2 separate regions of the Mus musculus genome follow, and region 2 is linked to region 1. Evidence: chromatin contacts called from public HiChIP or PLAC-seq data. All regions are on one chromosome and are shown on one strand. Each heading gives the region's core, a stretch centred on a gene start, on an enhancer-like site or on the middle of the called end of the contact. The rest is flanking DNA. Distances are from core to core; before and after follow the strand shown. Region 1 overlaps Kcnc1 (potassium voltage gated channel, Shaw-related subfamily, member 1). Region 2 overlaps Sergef (secretion regulating guanine nucleotide exchange factor).

Evidence for each region. HiChIP or PLAC-seq counts read pairs in DNA pulled down with a chosen protein or histone mark.
Region 2: a contact with region 1 is called in an H3K4me3 HiChIP or PLAC-seq map of embryonic basal ganglia, with 2.3 times the contacts expected there. The contact joins two enhancer-like sites. A contact is called at or near these places in 9 of 39 promoter capture datasets (the C10 cell line, the HPC-7 cell line, cranial neural crest and 6 more), 1 of 15 datasets of contacts at CTCF or cohesin (large pre-B cells), 3 of 484 Hi-C or Micro-C datasets (the G1E-ER4 cell line, bone marrow-derived dendritic cells and germinal center B cells), 3 of 115 datasets of contacts at active chromatin or transcription factors (embryonic basal ganglia, oligodendrocyte precursor cells and stem cell-derived neural progenitor cells) and 3 of 9 other capture datasets (embryonic stem cells, liver and pancreatic islet).

The regions. Positions count from the first base shown.
Region 1 is chr7:46,421,555-46,424,448 of GRCm38.p6, reverse strand. The region is part of intron 1 of Kcnc1 (potassium voltage gated channel, Shaw-related subfamily, member 1); the gene reads right to left. Among named protein-coding and RNA genes, the nearest start is that of Kcnc1, 27 kb to the right of the region's middle. Within about 2 kb of position 1,473, at least 47 of the 459 cell types and tissues checked have an H3K27ac peak or open chromatin away from gene starts, as enhancers often do. A contact at or near this core is called in embryonic basal ganglia, where this site is marked.
Region 2 is chr7:46,555,028-46,557,921 of GRCm38.p6, reverse strand. The region is part of intron 9 of Sergef (secretion regulating guanine nucleotide exchange factor); the gene reads left to right. Among named protein-coding and RNA genes, the nearest start is that of Sergef, 83 kb to the left of the region's middle. Within about 2 kb of position 1,386, at least 24 of the 459 cell types and tissues checked have an H3K27ac peak or open chromatin away from gene starts, as enhancers often do. A contact at or near this core is called in embryonic basal ganglia, where this site is marked.

The DNA.
Region 1 (2,894 bases), core at 224-2,723:
CAAGGCTCGAGGTGCAGTCTGGGTCCCACTGCACTAACAGTGGAAGCTAGAAGGTAGGAAGCAAGAGCCAGACAGAGCCAGACAGAAAGACTCCATCAGGAAGTACCCTGATAGACTCCCTGACCTCTGCCTTCTCAGCCTCTGCTTCTACAAAGCCAAACCACTACTAAGCAAGCACAGGGCCCCAAAGACCTCTCTCTGGGCATGTGTGGATCCTTCCTGGGCTGTGGAAGAAGCGACTTCTGGAGTGCTGAGACACCCCAGTGTTCCATTAAGCTTAGACTAGCAGGAAAGCAGCCAGGACCCAGCCAAAGCCAAAACAGCTCATCCCTTTGCCAGACCCAAGGTTGGGAGGAGAGAGGAAAAACTACCAAAGTTCCAGGATCTACTATGTATCCTATCTTGGTAGAACAGGCAGTCATATCCCTACCGTGTCTAAAAGGAAAGGCGAGAACAAAGGTTTGGGGACTAAGCCAAGGGCTTCAAAGAGAATAAGGGAGTTGAGACAGCCCTGCTTATCAACTCAGACAATAAGCTCTCTCACCACCAAGCTGCCTGAGTTTTACTGAGAAGCCAGCCCTGGATCGAATGTTGACTATGGCTCCCTCTTCCCAGACCCCCTAAGAGCAGGCCATGCTGTCCCATGTAGCTCATGAAGGGCAGAGGTGACTAGATCCAACTAGATGTGATTGCGGCTACACCTTTGTGGATCTTAGACTCAGTTGCTCTGGAGCAGAAGCAGCCCTTTGAGGATGGACCAGTGATGAGATTATCCTTGGGTGGTCCAGTCTGCATCCTATGTAGCCTTCAGCCTTTGCTGAGCCCTTGGTAGAAAAGACCTCATAGTAGTCAGAATTATGGAGCACAGCTAAGACCAGGGTGGGGAAGTGGTGGTGGCAGGGCGACACACACAATCACGGTGATTATTGACTCCAGACAAAGAGGCAAGCTCTTCCTGATAGGCCCGGGACAGCAAGTTTGAGAGTAATGCTGGTGTTATCGTCCACAGGGCAAGCGCTGGGACCTGTGCCCTATATGAACTGTGTGCCAAGTCACCCACAGACCATGGATTCAATAACCCAGAGTACACGCTTAGCCGATGTCCTAAGCTCAGACACGAGGGCATAGGTGTAGAGAATATAGCTCAGTGCCTGGACCACACAAAGAAGACAAGAGCCAACTCACAAAGACTTCAACACAGTATGCTACCTCACACCAACCTGTCACACCCCGGTAGTATGCACACAGACAAATCATGTGTGCACACCCAGAGCAGCACATGAAGTAGTGCTGGAACCACATAGCGCGCGCGCGCGCGCGCACACACACACACACACACACACACACACACACACACACACACACACACAGCCCAGGCACTTCAGCCTTAGGCACCCTCCTACCCTCCTGGCAGTTTCCGCACAGCTCTCTGCCTGTCTCCACCCCATCCCCGCTAGGGGGCGACTGAGTTTCCCACAGCTCGGGCAGCTCAGTCTGTCTTGCCTCTCTGCCCCCTCAGCCTTCCCTGCCACCCTCAGACTGCCATTCCCGTGATGGTGGCTCCTTTATCCATTCTTTTCCCAGAGCAGCTGAGCCCCACCATAGTCAGGACCAGGTCAGCTGATCCCTCCTGGGACTATGACGTGAGGATGAAGAGCTCTGTCAGGTAGCCCAGAGGTAGCTGGCCCCCAACCTGGCCAGCGAGGTGGCTGCCTTGTAAAATTCAGGACACTCAGCGGCAACTGCTTGATGGTGCTACACAAACACAAGCTGGTAGTTTCTGGCTCTTTTTATTTTATTTTTTTCCCCCAGAACCAAATCACAAACCATGAGACCCACCAATTGTGTTCTAGAAAGTGGTAGCCATAGCAACAGAGCAAGGCATCCCATTTCTATGGTAACCAGGATGGTGAGGCTGTTGGCTGTAAAGTCAGACAAACCTACTAGGGATCTGTTGACTTAAGATGTTTTAGAAATCACCAAGTTATTTTTATCACAGCCCCACCCCTGAAACCATAAATTGGAAAGGCAACCTACTATCTATTGAAATGACCAATATGTGCTATGACTTCCACTTATGAATTATTTATGCCACGCTTGCCTTTAGAAAAAAAATGTGCTTGCCTTTCAGAGCTGTTCAGGGGTTCGCCATGGGGATCTGCATTTCAGGAACAGGCTCTGGTCAGAACACACGACAGAGACTGACATGACGCTCAGCCACTCACTTGCTGTGTGACCTTGACCAGTCCCAGTCTCCCCTCCCTCAACCACGAAAGTGAGAGCTAGACTTGCTGCGGGGGATCAAGGTTGCAGGCAGTAGGAGCCCATGATGGCTAATCAGGCCCATGTCCAGGCTTCAGGCTCCCAGAAACTGCAGGTCAGGTTTTCTGCCTAATGGGATCCACCCCCACGGTGGCGCATAACACCCATTGAAGTCAGTGATGCAGAGCAGACAGGAGAGCCAATTGTCTTAAATAAAGTGTCAGTTGAGTTGGGTTTAGAAACTGAATTAGTCTCATCTGGACTTCCTTAGGTTGGGTACGTCCACAGTGTACAGGGCTACAGCCTTGGAGAGCTCGAATCCTTTCCATTTGTTTGTTTTATCTACAGCCTCCAGCAGTAAGCCCAGGGAGGCCCCAGTGCTCTGATGGGTCCTGACGCCTGCTCCTGCTCCCCACTCCTCCCTTGCTGGCACCTGCTCAGGGAGCAGTAGGCGGAAGGAGCTCCCTGCAGGGCTCTGAGATGGTAAGAGCTGGGGAGTGTGTGTGCATGGCAGAGTGTGCCCTCTCGGGAGGTGGTTTGGAAAGTCTGTGTGCTGGGAGAGGCATCCAGAAGAGTCCCATGTAACTGGTTGTGTGCATGGTGAAAATGTCACCAGTGTATGTGAGTCCTCT
Region 2 (2,894 bases), core at 137-2,636, 130 kb before region 1:
GCAATAAGTGGTTCATTCATCAGGGAGGGGGCGTGGCTGGAGGGGAGGATTAGGAGCAAACAATCTGATAGGCAGACTTTATTCCCTATGTACTTATCCTGGGTTTACTGTACTATAGATGCTGAGCTATGCTGGGGACAGAGGGGAAGCATTGTCCCCAGGAGGCTCCAAGGCGCATTCTGCACTCGGGTGGTCTTTAGAAATAGTAGCAAAACAGAAGTCTGGTCTTGGTGGACCAAGTTATTGTGTGGGGGTTCAGAGAGAAGCAACTCAAGGTCATACGTTCTCAACCTCTGGCCTAAGGCTGGGTCTGGATCCTTCAGTGAGACAGATGCACCTTGATGAAAACCAAGGAACAGGGGCAGCACCGGGAGGGAAGCACGCCAAGACTTGAGGACTCTCCAGGGAGGCCAGGGACGAGCTTGCAGGGAAGGCCGCAGGCTTATCCATGTAAGCAGACGCTAGGTTGCAGGAGACGGGGGAGAAACAGGGGCTTGTCGCTTGCTTACTTGCTTACCCTTTTGTTTTCGACCCTGCTTGTGAAACCACCTTGTTCTGGAAGTTTCTGGAGGCTACTGGAGCAGTAGAAGTGACAAATAGCTTTCCTGTCCTTATCATCGTCTATACCAGTGTGCTCTGGGACCCCCTAGTGCCGATATGTCATTAGGTGTCTCCTGAGGCAGGCTGGTGACCTAGCTGGGGGTGGGGTGGGGTTGGGGTGGGGTTGGGGGAAGAGCCTGAGTGTACTTGTATCCACCAGAACTGGAATAGGCGCTTTAAGCCCAAACTGGGAAAATCGTAGCACTGGGGATACCACTAACAGTTGAGGGGAACAGTGTCTGGCACTTAGTAGGCTTGCAGTAAATGTTTGGTGGCTGAGTAGGTATTAACAAAGTCCTTTACAGACCACGGCACACTGGCAGACTCACTTCGATACTAGCCTTTGGGAGTCAGGAAGCACTCTGAGCCCTAGCAGAGCACATCTGCTGAGAAGGAGCACTGGTCTGTGAGTGTGAGGCTCCTTCCCAGACAACTCATGAACGTGCGGACAAAGTGCTGCCTAAGGCCTTGATGTTGCACACTGGAGTCTTGGTACTTAGTAAACAGATGCTAGTTTTGTTTTTTCTTTTCTTTTCTTCTTCTTCTTCTTTTTTTAATGCAAAACTTCTAAAAATGGGAAATGTGCCTCTCTCTGTGTGCATTTTTGCCAGATCGAGCCCCTGGGTCTCTTTATTTTTAATAAGGAAGAAGCACTGGGGTCTGAACAGTGGAACCGAGTGCTGCTCTGCCCACTCATTAGCTTGCTTTGTCTAATTAGATGGAAGCCGCAGCAGCAGCCATTGTGTGTGGAGCAGGCGCAGGCGCAGGCGCAGGCACAGGCACGTGCAGTCTTGAGCCCGCCGACTGCCCCCCTCCTTTACCTCCCCCTTGCCCTGCTCAGGGCCATCACAGTGAGGCTTTTTCAATGGACAGGAGTGTGTATCTGATGGACAGCTGGTGAGCCCCTTAGAGACACTCTTTTTCTTGGTGACCAGTCTTGTAGGACAAAGAGGCCATTGCTTTATTTTATCTTTGAGGCGAGATTAAATGCAAAGCTCTCTTCTCTTCTCTTCTCTTCTCTTCTCTTATCTTTCTTATCTTCTCTTCTCTTCTCTTCTCTTCTCTTCTCTTCTCTTCTCTTCTCTTCTCTTCTCTTCTCTTCTCTTCTCTTCTCTTCTCTTCTCTTCTCTTCTCTTCTCCTCTCCTCTCCTCTCCTCTCCTCTCCCCTCCCCTCCCCTCCCCTCCCCTTTTCTTTTCTTTTCTTTTCTTTTTTTCTGGGGTACCTAGAGGACCTTGGGTTTCTGTAAATGGCCTTAAGAAGAAGAAGAGCACCTGAAAGGTCCTGTCACTGGAACTTGTGCTCTGAGTGTGCGTGTAAGTAGAAAACTGCTGGCCCTGATCCCAGCCAGGCCGGGTGGAGGTGGCTCTGTCCACTCATCAGTGGTGACTGTGACCTCTGGGCTTGCTCACTTTGGTCAAATCTTTCTGCTGGAATTTTCCATATTCACTCTGCTCTGTGGCTGCTCCAATGGAAGAGGAACACACAGGGCGAAGGCCTTTGCTATATGTGTAGAGCCACCCTGGATGTGAAGGCGCAGCCCCCGGGCCAGCTGCGGTTCCTCTGGCGTGCTGTCTGCTCCTGGGGCTGCCTGCCTCATTCTCTCTGTTTCTTTCTCCATAATCAAGCCCGAGTTCCTTTATGGCCATTTTGCCTCAGTTTATCCATACAACCCCTAAGCGCCTTTGCTGTGCCCTACAGAGGTTCTCAGCATCACAGGGAGAGATAGATTCAGGACCCCAGGCTAAGCAGACAGGCTGTGCTTGCCTCCTGATCTCTTCTAGAGTAGAACAGGTCCACTTGTAACTGGAGATGCAACTCCCAAACATGAGGTGTCCTGGTGCTGGCCTCTGCCCTGTCCTGGTGCTGGCCACTTTCCTGCGACACGTGCTCTCTCTTAGGCCTGGTTTAGTTGTTAAGAATCTCTTTCTTCCTCTCTGGTCTCTTTCATTTCGCCAAGGCGACACTTGGCGCTTGCTCCCCAGCATGTTCAACTGTTATTGAGATGCATCCCCGCTAAATTATTTATCACACAATTCTGCAATCATTTCCTTGAATGTTTATCACTTTCTCTTAGCCCACATCCATTCACTAGCTAACTGTTGTTGAACGGCTCACTGTCACGCAGGCACGCACTGGACCGACCGAAGAAAGGCTGCCGTGTGCTTGTTCATTTTCTCCTCAAGGGTCAGGGTTATTATCCTCCACACTTCACACACTGGGAAACACAGAGTTTGGAGATTTAAGGGACTTGGCTGGGGTGAGCTTGCACTGTGCTGGGATGAGCTTGCACCGT